Linked DNA regions of Mus musculus: all the other regions are linked to region 3. Evidence: chromatin contacts called from public ChIA-PET and promoter capture Hi-C data. All regions are on one chromosome and are shown on one strand. Each heading gives the region's core, a stretch centred on a gene start, on an enhancer-like site or on the middle of the called end of the contact. The rest is flanking DNA. Distances are from core to core; before and after follow the strand shown.

What was found. Promoter capture Hi-C pulls out the DNA fragments that hold promoters and counts their contacts. ChIA-PET counts read pairs in DNA pulled down with a chosen protein or histone mark.
Region 1: a promoter capture Hi-C map of liver shows a contact between it and region 3, with 2.6 times the contacts expected there. The contact joins the promoter of Sult5a1 here to the promoter of Rnf166 in region 3. A contact is called at or near these places in 12 of 39 promoter capture datasets (the 3T3-L1 cell line, the C10 cell line, cranial neural crest and 8 more), 2 of 115 datasets of contacts at active chromatin or transcription factors (large pre-B cells and stem cell-derived neural progenitor cells) and 1 of 9 other capture datasets (liver).
Region 2: a contact with region 3 is called in an RNA polymerase II ChIA-PET map of memory CD8 T cells, with 35 read pairs. The contact joins the promoter of Vps9d1 here to the promoter of Rnf166 in region 3. A contact is called at or near these places in 2 of 39 promoter capture datasets (embryonic stem cells and neutrophils), 1 of 484 Hi-C or Micro-C datasets (the G1E-ER4 cell line), 7 of 115 datasets of contacts at active chromatin or transcription factors (T-cell acute lymphoblastic leukemia, astrocytes, bone marrow-derived macrophages and 4 more) and 2 of 9 other capture datasets (adipose tissue and pancreatic islet).
Region 4: an RNA polymerase II ChIA-PET map of memory CD8 T cells shows a contact between it and region 3, with 6 read pairs. The contact joins the promoter of Klhdc4 here to the promoter of Rnf166 in region 3.

Annotation. Positions count from the first base shown.
Region 1 is chr8:123,153,364-123,159,811 of GRCm38.p6, forward strand. It overlaps Sult5a1 (sulfotransferase family 5A, member 1), which reads right to left and starts at 4,917. Exons shown (of 7, transcript NM_020564.3): 1 at 4,825-4,917; 2 at 4,076-4,224. The coding sequence starts at 4,217.
Region 2 is chr8:123,248,565-123,255,513 of GRCm38.p6, forward strand. It overlaps Vps9d1 (VPS9 domain containing 1), which reads right to left and starts at 5,658. Exons shown (of 15, transcript NM_028200.2): 1 at 5,424-5,658; 2 at 4,041-4,116; 3 at 2,363-2,455; 4 at 2,114-2,276; 5 at 198-309; 6 at 50-112. The coding sequence starts at 5,522. It overlaps Zfp276 (zinc finger protein (C2H2 type) 276), which reads left to right and starts at 5,631. Exons shown (of 11, transcript NM_020497.2): 1 at 5,631-6,359. The coding sequence starts at 6,152.
Region 3 is chr8:122,471,527-122,478,153 of GRCm38.p6, forward strand. Rnf166 (ring finger protein 166) reads right to left here and starts at 4,548. Exons shown (of 6, transcript NM_001033142.3): 1 at 4,337-4,548. The coding sequence starts at 4,491. It overlaps Ctu2 (cytosolic thiouridylase subunit 2), which reads left to right and starts at 4,617. Exons shown (of 15, transcript NM_153775.2): 1 at 4,617-4,769; 2 at 4,989-5,063; 3 at 5,380-5,458; 4 at 5,651-5,710. The coding sequence starts at 4,702.
Region 4 is chr8:121,827,521-121,834,315 of GRCm38.p6, forward strand. It overlaps Klhdc4 (kelch domain containing 4), which reads right to left and starts at 2,049. Exons shown (of 12, transcript NM_145605.2): 1 at 1,862-2,049. The coding sequence starts at 1,960. It overlaps Gm24283 (a small nuclear RNA gene), which reads left to right and starts at 2,916; the gene lies at 2,916-3,022. It overlaps Gm42048, which reads left to right and starts at 6,471. Exons shown (of 4, transcript XM_030243893.1): 1 at 6,471-6,795. The coding sequence starts at 6,529.

The DNA.
Region 1 (6,448 bases), core at 3,667-6,166, 680 kb after region 3:
ATGCAGCACGGAGAGAGTGGAAAAGTCACGTCCCAGGCTGGAGGAAGCAGACGGTGAGAGGTTTTCCTCACACACTTTAAGACAGGAGTTAGTGATTTCTAGAACTTTTCCTTTAAAATTTTTACACTGAGTTTGGGTAACTAAGATCACAAACAAGGGGAAAGTACTGTGTGTAAGACTTAACCCTATCAGGGCAGTAGTGGTGCACACCTTTAATCCCAGCACTTGGGAGGCAGAGGCAGGCAGATTTCTGAATTCGAGGCCAGCCTGGTCTACAGAGTGAGTTCCAGGACAGCCAGGGCTACACAGAAAAACCCTGTCTTGGAAAAAAAAAAAAAAGACAACATTATCAAGGAGATAGGAGACATGGATGTAAAAGGCCCCAGAGAGAGTTCTGGGATCACAGGGACCCGGGCAGGAGTGGCTTCCAGGGAACACTAGGGCTTTCCACCTTCCTGCCTTATGGGCAGGCACACTTTAGTCATCCATTGCATTTAGAAAGGTAGGCTGAGGCCACTGGAGCAGGAAGGTACGGGTGTTCCTGAGGGCTAGGTGTTGCTCCATTCTGCAGTTCCTGTCAGCCTCTGGGAGCTTGGGAAGGATTCGCAGCTTCTACAGGAGTAGATGCAAAAGCAGGTTTTCTGCGAGGCGGGAGGAGAGACACCCACATCCCCTTGTGCTCTGCTAAAGCAAGACCTGGTCCTCAGCAGTTGGATGTCCACACAGTAGCCTGCTCAGGCCTCCATTTACACCAGACCATGAGTGGCGGGCACCTGTATGGTGCTAGGTGTGGTGTGACCAGGATGTGGTCCTGGACATGGAGGCAGTGGTCAAGCATCTTCCTGGACACCACCACCACCACCACCACCACCACCACCACCACCACCACCACCACCACTGTCTCCTCCCATACAGCAGTTAGACGGGTGAGATGATTCAATGGGTAAAGAGGTTTGTCACCAAGCCTGATAAACTCCCCTGAGAACTACATGGTAGAAGGAGAAAACTGACTCTTGAAAGTTGTCACCTGACCTCAGTACATCACGTACTGTGTCACAATGTGTGCCCGGGTGCTGAGTGGAAGTGATAGAAACATTTATGGCAGTTTACTGGGATGACTTGGTCCTAGCCACTTTTTTCCTTTTTTTTTTTTTTTTTTGCCTATGATATTCTTTCTAATATGTATTAGGGGGAGAAAGTTATATAGATCACATCTGGAAATTCTTTCAGGCTAATTTCATTTGGTCTTCTCAACATGTCATTTAGTAAGGTAGCTGTAGGCTTCTGAGAATGAAGCGCACACACACACACACACACACACACACACACACACACACACAAATAAATAAATAAATAAATGTTCAGATAACCACCAAACCAGTGGCTTTCACCAATGCGCCTCATCCTGTAGCTCTGGTATCAAAGCGCTAATAGGGGTGGTATTGCAGAAGATGCTGTTTCCTCACGACCTTTCCAGCTTCTTGGGGCTACCATCTTACTTCCAAACCATCTCATCCAAGGGCGAAAGCTTCACCGCAGCACTGCCACGTCTCTCACCTGTCCCCACTCCTGTCATCATAACTCCTTTTATGTCTGAGCCTTACGCACCGTTCTCTAGGGACACTGTGATGACACTGGGCTCCTTGATCCATGATGATCTATCTAAAGGTCCTTAGTCTCATCATGACTGCAAAGTCCCCTCTGCCCCATGCGCTCGCATACCGTGAGGATTACATTATGAGCATGTTGGGGCTGCTGTTCAGGGGATGGCAGGCAGGGATAGACAGGAGGCTAGGACAGCCCTACATCTGCCAGGAAGGCATCAGATGCAGGAATGTGAGGGCAGGGCGGAGAGGAAGAGAGGATCCATTGTGGAAGAGCTGACCCGAGAACACCCGAGTCCTGCATGCCAGCTTCCTGCTTGGTTGTGTGTCCTTAGCCTACCGCCGCTCTTCCTGCAGAGTCCTGGAGGGCCCTGGTCTGAGATGGACACTCACTGTATGAATGGTCTGGAGCCTCCTTGGTGTGTTTGATGCTACAGTGACCCCATCAGGCAGAGGAGGGACATGAGGCAGAAAGAGGGCAAAGTGTGGTTTAGATCTGCAGAAGCCTTCCCAGGAAGGATGGCCAATGAACTGTGAGGACACTGGCCAGAGAAGTAAGAGGAGCATTTGACATGGACCTCTCACCCAGCTCCTGGTGGCTTCCCATGCATGTCTGCAGTCCCTGTTGTGAGCACCCTGAGGGGAAACCATGGCATCTAATAAGTACCACTTTCTGGTTTGTTTGTTTTTTTGAGCCAAGATACCTCTGTGTAGCTCTGACTACACTGTAACTAGTTCTGTAGACCAGGCTGGCCTTGAACTCATAGAGATCTGCCTGCCCCTGCCTCCAAACTTCTAGGACTAAAGGAGTGAGCCACCACATTCATCTCACTATCGCTTTCTAATGGAATGTTCCAGAACATTCAAGCCTTAGCGATGGTCTTTCCAGAAAGCCAATCTGGCCTATTCCTCACCTACACAAAGCAAACACTCTACCGGGCTGTGCCCCAACCCATTTCTCTACCTCAGACATCTGAAAAGGAGCTTTGGCCCTGGCCAGAGAGGAGGGTGCTCTGGGAGTTGTTCGGGTGTCTACTCCCCTCAAGCAACCACACTTTCTGGGGTCACCTTCAGAGATAGCAAATCCTAGAGAGCTCAATGGGAATGGAAGGTCAAGGGCCCCCCCTTAGCTTCTCTGGTTTCCAGTAGGGGGAAGGTTATATCACCTTTTTATTTTTAGGCCAGACAGAACCAGTCTAAGAAAAAGCAAACCAGAAAAGGTTCCTCAGAACAGGCGTGGCCCTTCCCGCCCAGCCCGCCTGGGCCCAGTTCAGGGACATGTGATAAGATTCAGCAAGGTATCTTTCCGCTACAGGCCAGAACCTGCCTGCTCTGCGAGGATGGGATCTCGTACTTATAGTGGGATGATCGGTCCCCACCCCCTGCCCACATACAGGGACAGTGACAGCCTGGATCCAGGATCCCATAGCTCTGCTGCCCTATCCTTTAAGATATACTGAGGCTGGAGGCGCAGTCTGACAGATCCCAGCCCACCCACTGCATTCTTTCTGGTGGGAAGCCCAGCCCACAGACCAGGCCCCTGGGTAGATATGTTAAGATGTGAATGGAGGGATCGGATCCAGGGAGTAGGAGGGGGGTGGGGCAGGGCTGGAACTTGGGACAACTATGCAGGGTGGAGGGGAAGGGGGTCTGGTGTGAGGGGAAGACTGTCAGGAATGTGGAGTATAGGAGGGTTGCTTGGCCCTATCTGCTGAATTGCTGACTTACCTAAGTCACTACAGTCCAGGTGGCCCTGGTGGCCAAGTCACATGAAGCAGATCTTGCTCTCAGTGGCATTGTGTCCTAGCTGGGCTATGTCCAGGAGACAAAAGCAAACTATGCCCTATGTGCCTATCCTGACGGATTCAGGATGGGGAGGATGGTTATGCAGGGTCTGCAGAGCTATGCTGCTACCCTGAGCACACTGGAGGAGAGTAGACCAGGCAGTCTTATGGGATTAGGGAGTTCCTGTGCCCCACATAAACATACTTCACTGGGGTGATGTACACCATTCACCCCAGCATGATTCAGGACAAGGAAAAGCTTTGTCCCCCAAGGACCACCCGCCTAAGAATAAAGCCAGATTCTCAGCACACACCCCATTTCACCCCCCCCCCCCCAGCATTCCTCCCATGGCCTCAGAAACACGTTCAAGCAAGTGCAGAGAGATTACAAGAAGTCTGTGTGAACCTGACCAAGGTACAGGGGGAGAGGGGGGCTGCTTGTACCCAGGATACCCTGTGCTTCTGAGGCTATTAGAAAGAGGAACAACCAGCCAAGGAGGCTAGTGAGGGGCTTCATACAGCTGGTACTGACTCAAGCCAGAAAGGCAGCCCTACAGCTTATACCAGTCACAGGTGACAGAGAGGGCCCGGGTGTCTACAGTGCCGAGAAGGGGACTGAGGCACTATGGGTGGCAGGAAGCCCTGGTGTTGGATTGTCCAGGCTCCTTGTCCCAGTCTGTCTCTCACCTGACTTGGGAAATGTTACCAAGAGGATGTCTGTGTCCTGGAACTGGAAGGAGCAAGCCGCTTTCAGGGACTCTGGGGTGTGTATGAATCCTGGGAAGCGGACGCCATCGAAGATTTCAGTGGTGTTCATGCGCTCAGTCATGCTGGTGCTGTGCGGAACAGGGCTGGAGGTGAGGAAGTCTGTTACCGAGGGCCCAAGCTCTTTCCAGTAGATACAGGCCAGTCTGCCATTCCATCATGAAAGTGTTGAGATAGGTCCACACCCAGTGGCTACTGTTATTGCTCTCAGGCATCATTGCAGGACCATCTTAGAACCTTGGACAGACTTGTCTGTCGTCTGGCCCAAGAAAGGTCCCAACCCCATCAGAGGATATAGACCTCTGTGCTATGGCCTTGGAATGACAGTGGCATCTGTCTGGCCTTGAGAGTGTGGCTGGTTGCTTGCAGAATTCTGCCCTAGCCACCAGCTCTTGGCCATCTGTATGCAGGGCTACACCTCGAAAGTGTGTGGTTGTGATGGATCATGAACATCCTTGCGGACTTGAGAGCTGCTTGTCTCGGCCCCAAAGCATAGTGGGATCGGTATCTAAAGGCCCCATCTAGAGAGCAAGCAGCTCCCACCCACAGCCCCCCTCCAGTCTTGCTCTACAGCTGCCCAGACTGGGCTGACAGGAATGTTTCTACTGAATCCTGGAGCAGCCTCCGACAGAAGCCCCACCTCCCCTGTTTCCTCGGGATCCCCTACTTACCACAAAGTCCTTCTTCCAGTGGTACCTGGCTGTGCGCACGCAGCCCAGACCTAGGAAATGTGGCTCAGGCTCTACTTGGGCACCTCCAAAGAGGCTCCACCCTAGCGTTGCAGGGCCCTGGGGCAGAAGACTGCAGGGTGCCCCGCCCCCAACCAGACCCATTTGGGGGAGGGGCTGGGAAGAGCGCCCCCATAGGCAAGCAATAAGCGGATAATCTTCGGGACAAAACCTATTTTTCAAGCAGACTAAGGTGCTCAAAAAATAAGTTTAACAGTGTCTGGGAATGACACAATTTTCCTGTTTCAACAATGCTCCCCTGTGGAGCACTGGCCAGGAAGGGCCAGGAAGGGGCCAGGAAGGGGCCAGGAAGAGGCAGTGCACCGTCCCTTTCTTGTATTCTGACAACAGAAGGCAGCTTTCTCTACCACCCTAGGACCCACCATGCAGTTTATATAATTTTGACATTTGTGGTAAGATACAGTACAAAGCAACCAGCTCTGACAGAGTACATCCGTGAAGACTTTTCCATCTCCCGCCACCTCCAGCTGCCAACCACCAGATTCCCTTGTCTCATGTTCTCATTAGGCAGCTGCCAGCCAGCATGAAAATGTCTCTCTGCCTACAGGGCCACTTACAACCAGAGTCCAGGGGATTTGTATACAACACAACAAAACTTCTTCCATTTGCTTAGGAGATTTGTGTTCTTCTGTTTGGTTGGTTTGGGCTTCTGGTTTGTTTTTGATCCATTCTGCTGCAGGGGAGTACCCAAGGGTCCTCATCCTCTTTGTCTTATAGGTAGGAAACGGTGTGTGTATCAACACACACCCACAGAGCACACACTGACCCGGTGTCTGTTTGTCCTTGGCTGTCCTTTAAAGTGTAACTCTGGTCCTGATTCCTCTTCTCAGACCTTGCCCGGGAGAAATCAGCACACGCAACCCACAGAGACTACAGCCAAGTTCTCCAAAGGCTCAGCTAAATTGATTTCACTAATTCACACACCATGTGACTACCACAGTCACGACTGGGACATATAAAACAGTTCAGGCCTCCTTCTTACCATAAACCCGTGTCCTCCCCCGATAAGTTACTCAAGCCTGTCATCACCTCTTGTTTCCCTTGTTGTTGAAGGCCACACGATGCACAGCCTTGTGTCTGGGTTTGTTCCCTGCTCCTTGTGTTGCTTACGACATTCATCCATGTCATTGTGTGTATGGACAGTTCTTCCACGCGGCTGTGTTGTGTTGAATAGGTAAGTGTTCACCTGCTCACCGTATGTTTACGGACATCAGGGCTGTTTCTAGTTGTGATAGATTTCTTTTTTGTTTGTTTGTTTTTTTGTTTTTTGAAGACAGGGTTTCTCTGTATAGTCCTACAGGCTGTCCTGGAACTCACTTTGTAGACCAGGCTGTCCTCGAACTCAGAAATCCGCCTGCCTCTGCTTCCCAAGTGCTGGGATTAAAGGCGTGTGCCACCACCACCCGGCTGTGATAGCTTTCTTGAAGTGTGATTCATATAGAAGAGCTGAAGATGGGGCTCAGTCGGAAGAGTGCTTACCTGGCGTTCGGGAACCCTGGATTCAGTCTCCGCCATTGCACATACAAGGTGGCATACATGCCAATGC
Region 2 (6,949 bases), core at 4,408-6,907, 780 kb after region 3:
TTCTCCACCCTCAGCTCAAGACCTCACTCTTAGGCCCCTGTAAGGATGCTGTCTCTTCTCTTGCTTTGGCGATCACCAGATTCTCCATCATCTGCCGCTGTAGAGACAGGGTCTAAGGGAAAAAGGAGGAAGTGAGGCCTGCTCCTCTGACTTGACCCTTCTCTGAGCAGAGCAGTTCCTCTCTGGGCCTCGCTCACCAGCGATGTCTTCTGCATGGCCTGGCTGGGGTCCAGACGGGCCATCCGGGCCTCATATGTGGCCCTCAGCTTCTGGTTTTGTAGGGAGGCCTTCTCCAGTGGTGTCAGCTCCCTAGAAATAATACCAAGCTGCTCTCCATGCGCATGAAGCCCAGGAATGATCTAGAGGCCTGGGCCGGGCAGTGATGGGGCCTGAGCAACCATCCTCACACCCTTAGACCTTGTTCTAAGACCAAGAGGAAGAAGACGTCGGTGAGGAGGAACGGGATGCAGAAGTCTGATCTAGGGCAGGCGAGAGATCCGGTGCCCGGACACAAGTGTTTGTAATGCTAGGACTTGGGGCTTCTCAAGAGAAGCAGGACACCTGGCCTTTTATGGAAATAAGTTATGCATCTGTGGCAATAAAATGGAACTCCTGGAAGTAACTACAGGGGCCACAGTGCAAGATTCATTTGCAACCCACCGAAAAGACAGATGTGTCTGTTCAGGGACAAATGGCAGTCTGCCACACAAGCTAGCAGACAAAAGGGCACGGAGGAGACTGAGTGAGAGCCCGCCCTGAAGCTGAGGTTTGTGTCTGCCCAGTGCTGAAGCCACACACAGACAGGTGGGGCCTGGGGAACTAGGGGGAAGCAGGTATGGCAGGGAGATGTGGGAGGGCCTGATCCATCCAGGCTGGGTTCACGGAGCTTTCTGCACCTGTGTCTTGGTATCTTTTACTGGTGCAAAAACAGAGCCTACTGTCTCGACTGTAGCTTCTTATTCTAACAGTCCCCTGTCCTTTGCCTTTCTTCTCTCTGTAGAACTTCAAGGAACATGCTAGGCCTTCTGTCTTCTTATTTTTGTCTTGTTTCTATGACATCTACATTTTTATCTTTTGCCTGCTTATTGGTGGGATTAAAGATGCATGCTGGCACCACCTGGCCGGCTTTTCTTTTCTTTTTTCTTTTGCCTGCTTGCTTGCTTTCCCCCACCCCTTCTTTCTTTCTTTTTTTGAGAGTCAGAGTAGCCCAGCTTGTTCGTGAATTTACTATATAGTTAAGGCAGGCCTTCCTTGACCTTCTAAATTCTGGGGTTACAGGCATATGCTATGACCTCTGGCCAGGCTAGCCTCAAATTCAATAGGTAGCTCAGGGTGAACTTGAACCCACGATCCTCTTGACTCTACCTCCTGAGCACTATGATTATATGAAGCACCAGGGAACAAGTCCAGGGCTTCATGCATGCTAAGGAGGCACTCTTCCGTTCAGCTACATTCTCAACTATCTAGTTTTTATTTATTTTTAATTATGACTTTATTTTTGTATATATGGGTGTTTTTTGCCCACATATATGTCTGGGCACGGAAGTATGTGTGCCCGGTGTTCAAGGTGGCCAGAAGAGGACGTTAGATTCCCTAACTCATTTTAAAAAACAAATTTTAGCATTACATTTTTCATTATTTATTTTGGTTTTTGGTTTTGGTTTTTCGAGACAAGGTTTCTCTGTGTAGCCCTGACTGTCCTGGAACTCACTCTGTAGACCAGGCTGGCCTCGAACTCAGAGATCTGCCTGCCTCTGCCTCCCAAGTGCTGGGACTAAAGGCGTGTGCCACCACTGCCTGGCTAAACTTTGTATTTCTAAACAAACCTCAGTGCTGTTTGGCCATTGCCTGGTAACTACCTGAAAATTTCCCAGGTCTGTTCCGTCATCATTACCTCATCAAGTCTGTTTTCTAAATGGCTGTGTCTGTTTGCCGTTCACTTTTTTTTAAAGACGAAGGCACTTTTCCTGAGAGAGTTTGCACTTGCTTCTGTCAGGCCAGGTGTGTGTCTGCTCTGGGAGCCACTTTAACCAACTGCTCCAAGGGGAACTCACTGGGTGCAGCCTCCAACCCATCAACAGCGTTAGCACACCTCCCACTCTGCCCATCTTACTTCTTAGAGTTTTGTGATTCTGCCACCTGCAGCTTCTGGAAGATCTCAGGGGGCAGGAAAGGAGACAGCTTCCCCCCTTCATCTGAACACACTCGGCGGTGTCTGCTGGTTGGCAAGGGTGTGGGAGGAGCCGCAGGTACGGCTGGCTTCAGGCATATTCTCCCTGCAAGGCATGCACAGCGCCCTGGTCAGCAGGCTAGGACCAGCCCACAAAGCAGGCCCCAGGAGCCCTCTTCTTTGTGTACCCACCAAGCTTGGTAGCTGTTGACTGGGCCCGCTCCAGACACTGTTCAGCCAGCTTTAGCATCTTTGAGGTCTCAGGGGGCACAGTTTCCCCAGCTTCTAGGGAAGGAACATGGGGGACAGTTAGCCCTTCTGCAGTGACTCACATTCTGACTAAGAAGAAGGAACTGTAAAAGCTAGGCAAGCCAACTCATATTCATCTCGGAACTGTGGCTCAATACAGGGCACGCATGTGGGATTGGCAGCCAAGCATCACGCTGACCTGCCCTTCTCTGGTGCCCGAGTGTCAGGCCTGCTTGTAATCACAGCTCCTCTGGGGACAGCCATGCAGCCCTCATGGCTACTGCACAGAGACATGGGTGCTACAGGGTCTCCTAGCCCACCACCTACTAGCTGCCTGTTCCACAGACCTGCCCCCCTGTAGGTGCTACGTGTGCACGGCCGGCCTCCTTCCCCGGTGTCTCCCATGGGTGACTTCGGGTGCCTGTGCTGCTCCCTGCCGCCCATGGCCCGCTTCCATCAGCAGACACGTCTTTTTGTGCTTCGCTAAGTCCTCCCAGCTCCTGCAACCACTCTCCTGTTCCCCCTTCCAATGAATGCCTCATAAACTCCATTCCCTCCTCAGTCCATACCCGTTTTAGCACCCAGGTTCCCCTAAACTGTCCTTACCCAGCCTTGCTATGCAAAAGACGGCAGGTCATTCCAATTTTTTCCTGTCCTCTAAGATACTACTGCCTTAAGTTTTTTCTGGAAACCCCTGGCTTCAGACACTTGAGGGCTCAGCTGAGCTCATGTGTTCCCCAGTAACTCTCCCTAACTGTGTTCCTTTGTCCAGTGGGTTGCCTGTGCCTCAGACTTTACATGTTCACAGACGAATTCTCTACTTCTAAAAATTTGAGACAGGGCCTCATGTAGCCCAGGCTGGCCTCCTACTCACTACATAGCTGAGGATGATCGCAAACCTCTGATCCTCCTGCCTCCATTTCCTAAACGCTAAGACTGCAGACTTGTGCTATCACATTCATCTATGCTGTGCCAGGGACAAACCCAGGGCTTCCTGCATGCTAGACAAGAGCTGTCTACCAACTGAGCTGCATCTGTAGCAGCACACCGGGATTCACCATTTCTCCCCTTATGTGATGTCGCCCCTCATCTGCTTGGAACACCCCCTGTGGCTAGCAGCTCACCACCCACCCCAGCAAGTCTGGTTGGCTTCTCTTTCAGAATACACCCAAGCTCTATGCTCCTCCCCATGCTGGGTAGAGCTCTGGGAGGTTCCCAGAATTCTCTTCCACATCCGTCCAAGATGTACAAAACACTAATTTAACTACTTCCTCCTCCAGGACCTTTTAAACGTACTTTTGCTGGCAAGGCCCCCACTTTGTGCATCTCACTCTTAACTACCTTGAGGCAGTGTCTTGACCCAATTCACAATCCGTCCCCTAATCCTGACCACTTCTCCTCAATGCCAGCATGTCACACTATGACATCATATGCTAACGATAAGGACCAGGTTGGAAAGAGACAGGAGACCTCTGGAAAACCTCAGAAGGCAGAAAAGGAGACAGTTCCCCGCCCTCATCTGAAAACATTTGGCGGTGCCAGCTGGTGGGCAAGGGCATGGGTGGGTGGGTGGGGGCACCATTTTGCTATCATGAGAGGAGTAGCAAGTCTGAAGGCATACCTGTAGTGTTTTCCACGTCTTCGAGCAATACCTGGGAGATGTAGTGGATGCTGCGCAGGTATTCCACGTACGCTTCCTAGATGCAGGGGAGAGAATAGCAGTGGTCAGGCCTGCATCCTGCCTGCCTGGTGAATGCCCAGATACAACTGCAGGACCAACAGTGCCTGCTTGTTTTTTGACAAGACTTCCTTCTAGGCTTCAGTGATGGATGGTCCAGCTAGGACACAGATGGTATCTATACTGTCTAGACTTGAAGGGAAAAAGATATCAAACAGAACAAAAAATCAAAGAATTCCTTCCTTCAACACTGTGCTGAGGAGTTCCCAGACAGACACACCTCTCCTCTCATTACTATCCACCACATGAAGGAGCTGAGCTTCAGTCAGGAGGCTCCACAGAGCTGCCTGAGCAGCAATAAGGGTTTCCACTCTGTGTGACAAAGTTCTCTTCCTGTGCAACTCAAAGACTAGCAGTCTTTCCATGTCTCATGAAAAGCACTTCCTGAAATCTGAGGAGAGGATAAGGGCTCATCTGTCAATCTCAAGTTTTGGCTTAGGTGAAGAAATAACATTCTACAGACTCCAGAATAATTCCCTCTGCTCAAAGGAGCCCAGAGCACCGAGCTGCAGGTTTCAGCTGTGTGACCCCTCTGCTCTGGGCTCTGTGACAGCTCAAGACAGAACGCACTCTGGTCTGTATGTGTTTCGTTTTACTCGTTGTCAAAATTACCCAACTTTAATTAGCTCAGCACTTCAGATAAAATGGGTTTCAGGTAGGATTCTGGTCTTGTGAGGGTGCCCTAGAAAACTAAGTTGGGGCACTGGACAACCAGTGATTCGTCCTGTCCTATGGAAGCTCTGGGTGGCCCAGCCGGCTTTTCTACCTTGTTGCCATCCTTTTAATTAGCAGTTATTCTCAGTGACAGGCCACACCCCTTTTGTGCCTGGGTTTCTTTACAAATGACCTTTGAAGGCAACTGCAGACAGCAGCAGCATCCTGAATGAGCCAACAGTCGGGTCTTTTCTAGATTAACTCTACACAGACTCTGTCAAGAATACACACACACACACACACACACACACACACACACACATCTGTCATCTACATCTTGGATGTAGGTCCTTTGCAAACAGAACCTCCTCCTTATGTCACACCGCCTCATCACACAGGTAAATCTAGGCCCAGTGCGAGCTGAGCTGTTCCAGGTCCCCGCAGAGCTCGGCGCCCTTAGCCTCCGGGCCCCGGGTCTCCGGGCGCGGTCCCAGAGCCGCCGCCGCCGCCGCGCGCATCGGGAGCGCCGAATCCCTCTACACGCCCGCCCTCGCCCACCCACCAGGGGCAAAGGGCCTCCCAGAGCTGCTTCCGCGACCCTCCCAGCCTCACCCGGGGCCGGTTGCCGGTGTCTAGCTCGATGGCCTTGTTGGCCAGTTTCATGGCGCTCTGCAGTGGCTTCGCCCCGCCGTCCCCGGCCGCAGCGGCCATGGCGCTGGGCGGGGGCGGGGAGCGGGAGGCCGCGGCGGCAGGGGCGGGACGGGGCGGACGCCTCCAGACCGGAACGCGGAGCGCGGAGCTGAGGGAGGCGCAGGAGCTGCGCACCGCCGGAAGGGGACCCGGACACACTTCCGCCGGCCTTGCCCCGCCCCGCCGCGCCCCGCCCCGCCGCGCAGACTTGGGTTTAGGGGACCGGAGGGGTCAGTGGCTCTTGTCACCTCCTCCGGCCAACTTGCTGCGAGCGCGGACGGGAAGGCTGGCGGGGAGAGCTACTGCTCTGAAGGGTTTCTGTTGTGCGCCACCGCCCGGGCGGCAGTCCGCGGCCGTTCACCCTCCGGGCTGCCCCTCCTTTAAGGGCCTGTCGCGAGTTCCGAGAGACCCGAAGAACTCCGGGCTCCTGACCCCGCCGCGGCCGCTGTGGCTCCCCAGACCGCTCCTCGCTTCCTTGCAGCCCTCGCTTCCTCCGGCTCCGATCTCGGGGAGCCGAGCGGAGCGGGGCAGCGCGGCGGAGAGTAGCGGAACGGCACGGAGTGTGCCAAGTTAAGTCCGCTCTAGCAAGAAGTCAGGGGGCCGAGCCACACCGAGCAGCGCGGAGCAGGGAGCGAGTGTCGCCTACCACCATGAAGCGGGACCGCCTCGGCCGCTTCCTGTCTCCCGGAATAGCTCGGCAGCGCGGGGGTTCGGGCGGCGGCTGTGGAAGCGGTCGGACTCGGGGTCGCCCTTCTCGCAGCGGCGGAACGAGCGCTGACGGGGCGGCTGCTCAGCTCAGCTGGGGCTCGATGACACGCTCCTGCGGGGACACAGGCGACGACGGTACAGACGAAGCTGGTGGGTTCCAGGCGTCCTCGGGCCCCGGTGCGAGCTTAGTGATAATGAGAGCAAACCAGGCCTCCTGGTTCTGGAGAACGCGGGCCCTCTGGAGAACTGCCGATAGAGGCCCTTTCCTCTGCCGCCCAGACAGCTCTGTGTCGCTGCTATTTAGTGCGTAAGATTTGAAGGCACACAGGTGTGGCTTCAAGTTTGCTCTTCGTGCTATGGACTTTTAGGGTAATTGCTTAACTTTTTCTGAACCCCAGTTTCTTGATGGTTAAAACAGGCCTATAACCTAACCTGCGTTGGGAACTGAGTTAAGTGAACTAACTGCTTGTTCCTTGTGCGGCTGCGAGTTTGTGAACAAGCAGCAGCTAGTTAGGTTAACAGCCTCCATGTGCATCACATTAGTGTGGTGTTCTTCAGTCATCTGAGAATGGCTTTCCTATGTAAGCTGTCCTTTACTCCCACTAGGGGCAGTTGGGTGGCATCATGCACATGCTGCAGGCAGGGCACCTATAGATGGACAGGGATGAACAGTGAGTTAGTTTCTTGAGGCACGGCTTGGACACATTTTCAGAATAGGGATGTTAAGTTTCATCTTCGTT
Region 3 (6,627 bases), core at 3,298-5,797:
AGTACTGAAAGCCCGTGGTGTGAACTAGTTTATGAACTGAAGAAAATGAATGGATTTGATTATGCTGGTTCATCAACTGAGAGGCGATGGATTTGGTGACTCTGTGTATGTGTGTGTGTGTGTGTGTGTGTGTATATATATACACACACACACACACACACACATACATACATATATATACACAAACACATATATATATATACAATTTGTAGAAAAAGTAAGGAGAATGCTGCTGCTGGTTGGCTGCTCCTGGCATCCCCATATAAATTAAAACGGGAGTAGAATGAGCTGTGTGGTTCCAGTTAGCCGCCTTCCCGCACAGGGAATTCAGTGAAGGACAATGATGGAGAATGATAAAACTGACCAGCTCCAGAAGGGAAGACACAGCGGGAAGGTTTCTAGGTGCAGGTGCCCTGGAAGAGAACCTTCTGTCCAGCAGCCACAGAGTGCACGCTGAAGAGAATCAAACCTCATTGTAAGGTTGGCTAAATGACAGCAAGAACTCAAGCCCCAACCTCAGAGGGCATGGACATTAACTGGGAAAGAGTGGAATCCTGGTGCCTGGGATGAACACGCGTGGGAGGACGACAGTGAAGCTGAGAAGGCTGAAGCCTCGGATCCTCGAAGGTCTATTTCCTGAGAAGTCTCCACCCTCAGCAGATGGACTCCTACCTCCGGCTCCCTGAACTGCCTCTTCTACCTTTGACTGAGGAAATTAATTGTTCACTGTCTGCTAAAACAGCAGTGACTCTGACTAAAGGAAACGCCAGGCAAGACAGCACTGATGTCTCTCAGCGCCCACCAACAGGTAGGTACCTCTAGACCCATAACCAGACTTAATGCTAGCAGGCTCCTAGACAGGAGGTAAAAAAATGTAGTCCCTGAGGAAGTGAGCCATACTACTAAGGAGCTTAATGAGTTTGCTAACTCACTAAGCAGAAGCCTGGGGAATATGTGTGGGAATGGACTTTACGTGTGTAGGATAATGGTGGAAGGAACATAAAACTAGATCAGGCTGAGTTTATTGATATGAGCCCATTAAGATTCTAGGTTTAATGTGGAAGCTTGAGGTTTTAAGAGGTGACCTCTGCACAGAATGGCAAGTGCTCATTAATAGCACCGGGTAGGAGGAGGGGGAGTGACTCAGCCTCCAGGACTGAAGGAGGAGGCTCCGAGAAGACAGTGTGAAAGTTTACTTCTCTTGGAGGCTGTGGGGTCAGGATGATGAGCCACACTGGTCAGGTGTCAGAATATTCCTGAATTTGCAGGTGACATAGCCAATGTCCCTTCTAGCACTTTGAGATCTCAAGAAAATGTCCTTAGCCGGGCGTGGTGGCGCACTCCTTTAATCCCAGGGAGGCAGAGGTAGGTGGATTTCTGAGTTCGAGGCCAGCCTGGTCTACAGAGTGAGTTCCAGGACAGCCAGGGCTGCACAGAGAAACCCTGTCTCGAAAAGCCAAAAAAAAAAAAAAAAAAAAAAAAAAGAAAATATTCTTTGAAACAATGAGGGTGGTGGACCCCTAGGTAGTGTCAAAGGTCCCTGCACCCTTCTTTTTGATGGAGCTACCACCTGGCAAGCCATATTAACAGAGCCAAGAGAAACAAGATCAGCCTGAGAGTCGACACTCAGTGGGTGTGAAGGACTCTCGGAAGCACTGTCCTGCAGTCAGAGTGGCTTGCTCTCACCTACCTCACCCTGGCAGAGCAGGCAGAGATGGCACCAGCAACCACACACCCAGACTTGGAATCCCAGTTCCGTTTATAGGAAATGTGCAGCACGGCCCAATCCCGAGAGTGAGCGAACTGGTGAGCAGATGCCAGGACTGTGCAAGGAGTGGCTGCTTTTTGGGGTGGAGAATGTTCTAGATGGCGCTAAAGGTTGTGTGACTGAGCATGAGGGGAACCAATGGCTTCTACAGTTGTTGAGCTTTTTGAGGCACAAGGCTGGAGAGATGGCTCAGTGACTCACTGGTTAAGAGCCCTGGTTGCTCCTGCAGACATGGTGGCTATCGACTGTCTGCAGCTACAGTCCCAAGGCGGTCCAGTGCCATTTCTGGCCTCCATGGGAGGTGCATGCATGATACAGACATACATGCAAGCAAAACACCCATAAAACAAAAAATAAAAACCCTAAAAACTTTAACAAAAAGACTTCACTTTGTGGCCTGTGCCAGGCTTTGAACTCATTCCTGTCTTACCTCAGTCTTCCAAATACTAGGAGTGCTACCAATTTATAGGTAGGAGCCACCATGCCTGATCTGAATGAACAAACCATGCAGCCCTATATTCTACCTCAGAGAAACCCACAGGGAGAGCAAGGCCACACTGGGAAAAAGGAAAATGGTCCCAGAAGAGCAGGCCTTCAAAGATGCTGGCGTGGCCAGAGGAAGGCACTCCTTCTCTAAGAAGGCGAGGAGGTCTCAAGTCTACGCGGTGACTCTCCCCAAGAGGAAGTAGAACGAAACGTGGGGCTCTTGGCCTAGTTTCCAGACCACACTTCTCCCACAGAGAGTTCCTGCCTGCATCTACAGAGGCTGGTGTAGGGCAGCTTCTCCACCATGTGACACAACTGAGGGCGTGAATGTGGGAGAGAACACCCATTGCATTGCCCCTTCCTGTGTTCTTCCACCCTCAAGGCAGCCAGTTCCCTCAGGCAAAGTTGCTTTGTGAAGTCTCAAGACTGCTCCTCTGTGGCCTTGGGATACAGCCTGGAGCACACCTCTACAGTGGCCTTGGGATAGTTCCTGGAGCACACCTCCACAGTGGCGCCACTGGCAGGCCTCCTGCCTGTATCTGCAGCCACAAAGTCTCCCCACTTCCTCTCCTTCTCTTGTCCGGGTAGCAGTGCAGCAACTCTGTAGGGAGGGTTCTACTCACAAAAAACCTCAAGAAGGAAACAGCTTCTGGTCAGGAGGTGAAGACAGAGGGATCAGTGACATTTTAAAAGGTGATGTGAAAACTTAACCCTCACACTTATTTTAAACAAGGGCTACACCCAACAGACACTGCGAATTAAAGGTAGGACTGAACAGCTGGGGAAACGGAACTGGCAAAGAAAGCAGGGCCACCTTCCCAAGGTGACGCTGTCCAGATAAAAGCCTGCAGAGGGAGCAATGGGAACAGGTTTACAGGTTTAAAGGTGCTTTTCAATCCCGTGTTCTACCTTTCTAAGAGGACAACACATACTGATTGGTGAATAGTAGCAAACTGAAGAATGCAGCAGTGGCCTGTGTGCACCGAGTGAAGGGATTGTAAAAAAAAAAAAAAAAAAAAAAAGACAACACTTCACAGAACACACCGTAAAACACCCACTTGTGCGTGCATACAAAAAAATGGGTCCTGATCCAAGGCTTCCTGCTAGAATATCACAGGAGCATTAGGCTGAGCAGGAGCTAGCTGTGCTCTTCCAAGACAACCTAGCAGAGCTCTCCAGAGGGATCCAGTCTTCGGTTCAGCCTGACACAGGGGGCAGGGAAAGTCAAGGCAGCCCTGGATGGAGACAAGGTCTCTGCCACCTCCCTGTATGACTCGCAGGCACACGCCTACCCAAGCGGCTCCAGTTCCCTCTGCATTAGAGCCTCCAAAATCAGCTGCCTCTGTTTGCAAAATGCCTCCCACCAATCTGGGTGCACCTTGTCCTGCCCCAAGCAGAGGGGCTGTCTGCTGACAAGTCCTCCTCCTGCCCGTTCTCTATCGGCTAATCTCAAGAGCTGTACTGTGGGGAGGTCATGGAGCAGACGTTCTATCTTGGCTCCCTCCCAACCAGGCTGGGGTTGTGAAGGCCCTGAGCACCGCTCCCTCCCGCGCAGAGTCACATCCTCAAGTTTCTGCTCCTGAAACACGGGAGGAGGAGCCGCTAGATTGGGGGTGGGGGGTGTCTTGGCTCAGCTGGGCACCTAACGAAGTGCTTGATGTCTGGGTCCCTTTAGGCCCCGCTACCTGGAAGCTTCCTGTTCAGAATAGGCCAAGTCCTTCAAAACAAAACACCAGGCTCCAAACGCGTCCCTCTCCTAACTTTAGGGAAACTCATTTCCTTGACAGTCAACACGAGTAGACATGGGGTGGAACAGAGTGGGTTGCAGAAGCCACAAGTCGTTTATTTACAACGGCCCGCTCACCCGATCTCTGCAAGCCCGGACCCCCGCGCTCGGCGCAGCGGCCGCGTCCACCGCCCTCGAAGCAGCCGGCGGCCGTTGGCAACGCGCGGGGCCGGGGCGGGTGCAGGGCGCGCGCGCGGCCGGCGGGCAGGGGCTGCTTTCCCCACGTCTCCTTTCGGCCGCCAGCCACGACCCCGGCCCGGACCCCCCTCCCGCGGGCTCCCGGCGCGCGCTCTCACGTGTGGCCGCAGCTGCCGATGGCCACTGGCCGATGGTACACCTCCAGGCAGATGGGACAGCTGAACTGCGCCTCCAGGCCGCTGTCGCCGCCCGCGGGCCCAGCCGGCGGCTGCCGCTGCTGCGCCGAGGCCACCAGGCTGCGGAACATCGCCATCCCCGGGGCAGGCCGCCGCCGCCGCCCCCTATCCAGGCCGGCAGACCCGGCGTCACTGCCGCGACGGCGCCGCGCTGGCGTCACCGCCCAGGCCCCACCTCCCCGGGTTGCGTCACGACAGCGCCCGCTCGGCGGTGACGGCATCTCAGCGCGCCGGCATCTCAGCGCGCCGGCTCCTCACGCCACTCCGCAGTCGGGACCCACCCCTCCATGTGTCAGGCCGGTGAGGATTACGCGGGGCCGGCGCGGCGGGAGCCTCCGCCCGTGCCGCGGCCAAGGTAAGAACCTTCTACCACCAGGCCGGGGACAGTCCCCTTCGGTTCCCCACCAACCGGAATTCCGGGACTGCTGTGAGTCGGCGGCTAGAACTAAACCTAGGCCCTGGCGCGTGAGCCTGGCGCTTCCTCCGCCAGCTCGGGCCGGGAAGCGCGACCCTGACTCCCCCAAGCCCGCCATGGTGCGAGAATTCTGCCACATATGTTCTTGTTCTCTCAAAGCCGGGAGCAGAAATGTGTGAAGTGCGCAGAAGGCCTGCCGGTGGTGGTGATACGAGCGGGAGATGCCTTCTGCAGGTGAGATCTGGGCAGCCGTCCCCACCCCACCCCACCCCCACCCCCGCACGCCCCTTTTCCAGGCTTGCTTGTTTTCTTGTAAAGGCGCGGTAACTTGTAAGTGCTTAGCCCTAACCGTAAATAGTGGTGGGAACCACTGGTGACGACCCTTGTCATCTAAACTAGGCACACCCGTCAATTCAACACTTCAGAGTCCATGACAGGAGAATTACCTCCGATCTGAGGCCAGCTTGGGCTGCAGAGATGACCCTGTCAAACAAAATCCCACAGTCTCCTGCGCAGGTGCAGCCAGCCTCCCTTTGCTTCTGTGTTACAGGGTTTGTTTCAAGGCATTCTACGTTCACAAATTCAGAGCCATGCTTGGGAAGAACCGGGTCATCTTTCCTGGGGAGAAGGTACGATGTGTGGTGCCTGGGCGCTCGGCTGTCAGCCCTGCTGTCTTCCGTTTATGTTCGTTTCTTCAGCTGGCCTACTGTCCCTGGACATTGAGGGTAGACTTGGTGTCTGGGGCTGTCCAAGAAGTGGACAAGACATGCTCATATTGCGGATGCATGCCTCCGTGCTGATGCTGCCCTTCCCACCCCCAGGTGCTCCTGTCCTGGTCTGGGGGCCCTTCGTCCAGCTCCATGGTCTGGCAAGTGCTTGAGGTACATCTACACCATCTTCTGGGCGTAAGCTTCTGGATTGAATTAGCAGGGGCCTCCTTCCTCAGCCTATACTATGGAAGTTTTTGGTTAACACTAGACAGTACCCCACCCCACCCCAACTGGGACACCTTTAGGATGTCCCATATATATTCAGCAGGTGTGCAGTCCAGACACATGCCCTACACAGGGTCCCAGGCTACATCCCTATTGAGCTTTATTTGTTAGGACACAGTTTCAAAGATTGGCCAATCATGACAAAGAGCAGAGAGAAGCATTTGCCAAAAACAACGGGAGAAGCAGCATAGGTAGAAGGGAGTGGGGCAGATGGAACGGGACTCAAGCTAAGAGTGTCTGAACCTGCAGAGGTATACAGGGTTTCCTTGAGGGACCCCATGCAGAGCAGGGAACTACATGCTCTCTCACTGTAGGGTACCAGCTAGAGGGGCCAGTGTAGAGGCTGTCTTGGTAGGGGAGGTCTCAGTGGCGGTGCTGCTCCAGTGTGAATGACCTGTGTCGTACTTGAGTGGCTTTTGTGTCACCTGCTGGTCCCCCAGACCTACACATGTGAAGGTGAGAGCTCACTGTGAAGCCGTCAGTGTCTGATACCGCTTCTCATGGGAGACTCCGCCCCTGCTCTCCACGTATTGTCACCTCAGTTCTTACATTTCAAAACACTTTCTGGGGATTCTGGGGAACCCAGCAGATGGTAAAAGCGTTCCCCATGGCTCAGCCGCTGTCTCAGGTTGCTTAGGTGTCAGAGACAGGCTGGGGGTTGGGGAGAGTTCTGAAGTTTCTGATTCAGATAGGACATGCCCTCATGCAGGAGGGAAGACTTGGCCCCACACACCCCTGTGAGGAGGAAGGCCTAGGCAGTTTGGTCCACTGACTGGAGCATACTTCCAGAGAAGTGCTTTTGG
Region 4 (6,795 bases), core at 799-3,298, 650 kb before region 3:
TGTAGACGCGTGCACACCTCCTGCCAATCAATCAAAGCAGCTTTCTGTAGGTGTAGACGCATGCGCACCTCCTGCCAATCAATCAAAGCAGCTTTCTGTAGGTGTAGACGCATGCGCACCTCCTGCCAATCAATCAAAGCAGCTTTCTGTAGGTGTAGACGCATGCGCACCTCCTGCCAATCAATCAAGGGTTTTCTATGAAGGGAACTGCAACCTGGCCACACTGCCCTCTGACAACCTGTTTGTGCCAACAGCCTACCTTGCTGTCTACACAGCCATTCCTGGGATTCCTCTTGCTTACTGGTTTCCAGCTCCTATTCCCATGCTAAGATATGGGCTCCATGAGAACAGGCCTTGAGTCCTTTAGACCAGTGCCTGAATGACAGGGTCGGTGCTAACCTGCGGGCTACCACTCGACAGCCCCTACCTACGTCCCAGCTGTCACCACAGACCTGGACACTAAGGCAACAAGCATGCTGGCCAGCACTGAAACCAAACTTTCCCACACCCACACAGTGCCCACTCCCCTGAGTTTACTAGGGTGTCCAAGTTTGCTTTCTATTGCTGTGATCAAAAGCAACCGGGAAGGAGAGGGTTTATCTCACCTTACAGCTTACATTCCATCCTGAAAGGAAGTTAGAGCAGGAACCCCAGGGGCAGGAGATGAAGCAGAGACCAAGGCGGATAGCTGCTTCTTGGCTAGTTTGCTGTAGCTTGCTCAGCTTTTTTCTTAACGACCCAGTGCCACCTGCCCAGGTATGGGTTAGATCTTCCAATACCAATCACTAATCAAGACAATACCCCCACAGATTTGCCTAGAAGCAGGTTTTTAAAAATGCGTTATTTCATATGTGTAGGCGTCTTGCCAGAATGTGTGCCTGGTGCCCACAAAGGCCAGAGACCTGTGAGCTCCCAGATGGGTCCACAGAATAAAACCTGGATCCTCTGGAAGAGCAACATATGCTCTTAACAGCTGAGCCATCTCTCCAGCTCCACACAGGCCAATCTTATGGAGGTATATTCTCAATTGAGGTTCCCTCTTCCAAGGTTATGAGGAGGGGAGCCCAGGAAGTCCTGTGCCTGGCAGACCACTGAGCTAAACGTGGCCATCAAAGCTGCCTCCATAGTTTCTTGGGTCAGAAAGCCCTAAGACAACAGCAAGCACGGTGCTTGAACTTCCGCACAGATCCACCTGTAGGTCCTGGGATAATCAATGCCTATAAGAATATGAGTGAAGGTCACAACCAAATGTCCTGAAACACCGCAGTTTCAGTGACTTGTCTGGTTACTAAATCCTGCTGATGGTGGCACGCCTTTAATTCCAGCACTCCACTCGGGAGGTAGAAGCAGCGGGAGTTCTCTCAGTTCAAGACCAGCCTGGTCAACAGAGTGACTTCCAGGACAGAGAAACCCTGTCTCGAAAACCAACAGACACAACCCCCAAATTCCTACTCGTGGCTCACTCCCTGAGGCTGCTGGAAGAAAATCTGCTCTCCTTTTAGGGCTGGGGGCTGGGGAGTGGGGACAGGCGCAGGACCGTTACGGCTTTACTCCCGGAACGCAGACCTGGACCAAGCAGGAATCACCCAGCTTCACTTCTCCTCTACTAAGCCCCACCACGTTGCTTTACTCTGCCCACAGAAAGGTAAGCACGCGGAACCGAACAGGACAGATCTGGTCTTCCATGGAAGAGAGGGCGACCGGATAAACGAGGAGTTTCGGGACTGCAAAGGGACCCGAGAGAGGAGAGGCCCGGGGGCACCGGGCTCGGCGCAGGCCCGAAGCCACCCAGGGACACCGGGCGCAACCCCGCCTCCGGGTCTCCCGCCCGCGATCGCACGCCGCTCCGGGCCCCGCTCACCTCCTCCTTCCGCGAGCGCTTGGACACCTTCTTCTCCATCTTGGCGGCCGTCTTCTCCGCGCCGCGGCCCTTCTTCTCCTTCTTTCCCTTCTTGCCCATCGCGCCGATTCGGAAGCGGCGCCCGGGAGACAACCGGAGGCAAATGAATGATGATGTTCTGCCGGGCCGGAAACGAGCGGCGCGCTATAGGAGGCTCACTTCCTGTCCTTTGCTCTGGTGTTCCGTGGAGCAGCCGATCCCACCAGTACTTTGGGTCCGTCTCGGGCCGCGTGAGTAGGGAGCCGCTCCGCTGGCACACCAGCAAGCTGCGTGACTCTAAACGAGACGCGAGCATGTGGGATGCTGACCGCCTCATCCCACAGAGGAATTTCCACGTACTTAGGGATTCCTGACATGAATTAAGGCAGCCCTCTTTCCCTATCCCATGTAAAATGTGCCAGGACCTGTCAGGCCCTCCCGCAGTGCCTTTGCCCTTCTGCTGGCGATGCTTCACTGGACCAGCATGTCCCTCCATTGGGAGACCCGGGCTGGTGATGGGTATCTGTACTCCCGACGGTGCTTGATTTACGGTCTGGCAGATACGTAATAGGAAAATATGCTCCCGGGTTTGACCTAAATGGTACAGTGGAAGAGGGACCCGCGGTTTTGAAAGAGCAGAGTGCATTGCCTAGAGGGTGTCGTCTTTGAGCTGTAATCAAGGAATGGCGCAAAATAAGGACAAGGGCAAGCAAAATACTGGCAAAGGGAACACATAGACGAGGAACTAATCTTCTTTCTCGGTGGGAACGCTGCCAAAGCACAGCCTTTAAAGAAACTGCCTTGGATCGGGCCAACCACTAATCATTGACGCTCTGAGGAGGCGGGAGCTCCCAATTCAGTTCCAGGTTTTTCCATAAACCTAGTTCTTAAGAAGAAAACTTGCTTTTGAGGAAAACAATGGTGTTGTGTGGTTTCTTTCTTTCTTTCTTTTCTTTCTTTTTTTTTTTTTTTTTCCTGAAGAGATACACAGAATCAACTTTTCACCCCAAACAGGACGTCAACAGATAAAAGAAATGTGCTCGCGTTGGCAGCAGATATGCTAACATTGGAATGATACAGGGATTGTTAGCATGGCCCCTGCGAAAGAATAGCACGCAAATGCATGATGCGTTCCATCATTTTTCTTATGTCTTTTTGGAGACAAGGTTTCTCTCTGTAGCTTTGGCTGCCCTGGAACTCACTCTGTAAAGCAGGCTGGCCTCGAACTCACAGAGATCTGCCTGCCTCTGCCTTCCGAGTGATGGGATTAAAGGTGTGTGCCACTGCCCAACTTCATTCCATACTTTTCAAAGATGAAATTGAAATTGTCTTCAGAAAGCTCATCTCAGCTAGAACCTATCTGTAGAGTTATCCCAGGTGTGCATCCCTTAACAGCCCTATCTCACTCCCAAAGGAAAAGCCAATCAGGGGGTATTTTTACCATCCAAAAGCCGCTGTTTGTGTTTGTGGTGGTAGGGTATCAAGGTGGAGTTTGGTGAGGGGAAAGAATCTGATTAAAATATATTTTATACAAACACACACACACACACAAACCAAAAAACAGCTGGGCAGTGATAGCACAGCCTTGAATCCTGGCACTCAGGAAGCAGAGATAGTTGGATCTCTATGAATTCAAGGCCAGCCTGATCTATAAAGAGAGTTTCAGGACAGCCAAGGCCACACAGAGAAAACCCTCTATCATAAAAAAATATAGATAGATAGATAGATACATAGATAGATACATAGATAGATACATAGATAGATACAAGAGAGAGAGAGAGAGAGAGAGAGAGAGATCTAAAAGACCAAAGAAATTATTCCAAGTCCAGTAGCTTGGACTCAGTAGCTTGTTGAAGTACTGAGTTGTTTGTTTTGATTTACAGGAGCACAGGTGACTCGAAGGCAGCCACGTCTCATAAACGTCTCACCTAGCATGGGTGGATGAGGAATTTATAAACATTGTATCACTGGTACCCAAGCCACCTCCCACCTCCTGTACAGCCTGGCACTAAGCTCCTGGCAGCTGAGGCGGCTGAGCGAGGAGCGGTTGGAGTCTCTAGTGAGAGTCTGTGGTCGCCCCTTCCTTCTGCAGGAGAAAATGAAAAGACCCAATGTTGTAAGAGGCTATTAACATTCTCCACTGTTCGCAATATATAGCACTGTTCCTTCTTCAGGGCTGAAAGGGAAAGTATATCCTCTGCGGAAGATTTAGAAAGATCTGGAAGTTGCAGGGATTAATGCTTTTATTATCTGAAAGAATCTCAAAGCTAAATTGGGAAGCTCTTAATACAGGTCACAGTGATTCACCAGAGGTTAAAATTTTCATTACTAGGAAAGACACAGAATAAAACTGCTTTGATTTATTTCCTCCCTCCCCTATTTTCTTTTTTGGCTGTTGTTTGTTTTTGTTTTTGTTTTTTTACGACAGGTTTTTCTGTGTATCCCTGGCTGTTCTGAAACCCTCTCTTTAGACTAGGCTAGCCTTGAACTCAGATATTCAGTGACCTCCCAAGTGCTGTGACTAAAGGCATGAGCCACACTGCCCAGCCAAAACAGCTCTGATTTCAAGATAGAGACAGAAATATCATGCCTGGAGGAGAGAATTCTCCAAAAGTTCTACAAAAGGAAAAAGAGGAGGGGAGAGAAGAGAGGAACCAAATGAAGGCTCTGCTGATCTCCAAGACTGCTTGCAGATCATGTGTAATGCTAGAGGGGGAAAATAGTTACCGGATCAGAGATAGCCAGCCACTGGAGCTGAGCCTCCAGACCCCTTCTGCACTGTAGCAACAGGCTGCTCTGCCCACTGCTCAGGTGAACCGCTGTTTCTAACAAGCTCTAACCTAAAACATCTCTTATCCTCCTCATTGTTCTGAAAATATTAGGTAACCTCTGAGCACCACACTTAAAGTGGAACAGGCCTTCAAAGAACATCACATCAGTCCACTTACACACACACACACACACACACACACACATATACACCAGCATTCCCTCTTCAGGCCTGTGAAAGGGAGACCATATTCTTTGTGGAAGACTTAGAAAGATCTGGAAATTGCAGGGACTAATGCTTTCATTATCTGAAAGAATCTCGAAGCTAAATTGGAAAAGCTCTTGATGGTACATGTCACAGTGATTCACGGGAGGTTGAAATGTTCATTACCAGGAAGGAAAGGGAACAGAGCAGATAGAGTGAGGTCAGAATCCTAAAATAGTGAAAAGATTAAGTACCGGGTTCTATTTTAGTAAAATTCACATCTTTGAAAATTTAATAGATTGACTTAAATGTAACGCGTCAATTTTAGACTCCCTTTTATATCCGTGGCAGGGCGCCCTCTGCTGTCTTCAACTTGAAGTTCAGAGGAGAAAGGAAAGTCCATTAACAACAAAGGACTTGAAGAGGATGCTGACTGCTAACCACCTTCACCACAAACAACCAATGTGATTGTGAAAGGAAATAAAACTGTAATTCATGTAATGTATGTTAAATAGCCCAAAGAGTTGTTTCTGAGCTTTGAAACCTGGGGCTGAGAACATAGCAGAACAGACCAGGACATGCCCGGGCAAGCCCATCGCCTCCCTAGCTCCCACCCCTCTGACCTAAGTTAAATGTTACAGGCTGCTGATGTTTAAATGGACCAATCATGTGAAACCGCGCCAATTCCTCCCCCAGCCCCACTCCTTTTCTATAAAACCCCCTAGCTTCCAAGCCTCGTGGTCGAATCCACTGTCTCCTGTTGTGTGAGATACGTTTCGACCCGGAGCTCCGCCATTAAAAAACCTCTTGTTGTTACATCAAGGTGTTGTGTTCTATTCGTGATTCTTGGGTGCACGCCGAATCGGGAGCTGAGTGGGGGTTTCCCCACTGAGTTCTTTCATTTGGAGGTCCCACCGAGATCTGCGTGACACCCAGGAACCCCGAAGGACCCCTTGGAGGTGCGTTTGTTTGTGTGAGTCTTGTTATGTTGTCTGTTGTCTAAGTGTCTAAGTGTGGCACTGCTGAATTTGTGTCTTAGTTTTTCAGTTCTGAGATTGTGGGTTTGAGCCCCACCTGTGTTACCAGTTCTGGTATTCTGTATTCTGGCAGCTGCCACTGCGGACCGTAAGGACCCTAGTGGCTGTGGGAAGACGACGGTCTATTTCCCCACAGGCTGCACCCTTGGAAGACATTCCGAGGGAGACCCTGGAGTGCCCAGGGTACGGAACAGTCAGGAGGACCTGGCTGTTGTCTGGCAGAGTGAAGAAGAGTGAGTGCTCTTCCTGCCAGAGGAGTGGAGCGGAATCCCACTCCATCAGAGGTAGCGTTTGGCTGGTTGTGTAAGTCCAGACGCAGACGAGTGTGCTTGGATGTCTTAGTGTTTTCCGTCTCTGTCATTGTGTTGTGTTTACTCTTATTCTTCACTATGGGACAGACCGTGTCTACTCCTTTATCTTTGACTAAGGACCATTGGACGGACGTTAGGGCTAGAGGACAAAATTTGTCAGTAAAAGTGAAGAAAAAGCCATGGATGACTTTCTGTTCCTCAGAATGGCCTGTTTTTGGAGTAGGTTGGCCAGCAGAAGGAACTTTTTACTTACCCACCATAAGGGCTGTGAAGGCCATTGTTTTTCAGGAAGGACCAGGGTCGCATCCAGACCAACAACCGTACATCATGGTATGGGAGGACTTGGCACGCTACCCACCCCCGTGGGTTCGCCCATTCCTCCCGCCTCTCCGCCCTGGCACCAAGATTCTAGCCATCCAAGAAAATGGTGAGAAAGAGAAACCGAAACCACCGCTCGGGAGAGATGATGATCGCAGCACACCAGTGACGAAACCCCCCAAGATCTATTCAGAGATTGAAGAACCCCCTGAGTGGCCCGATACCCCTCAACCCCCACCTTATGCTCCCCAGCCCCAACCTTCAGCTCCCTCGGGA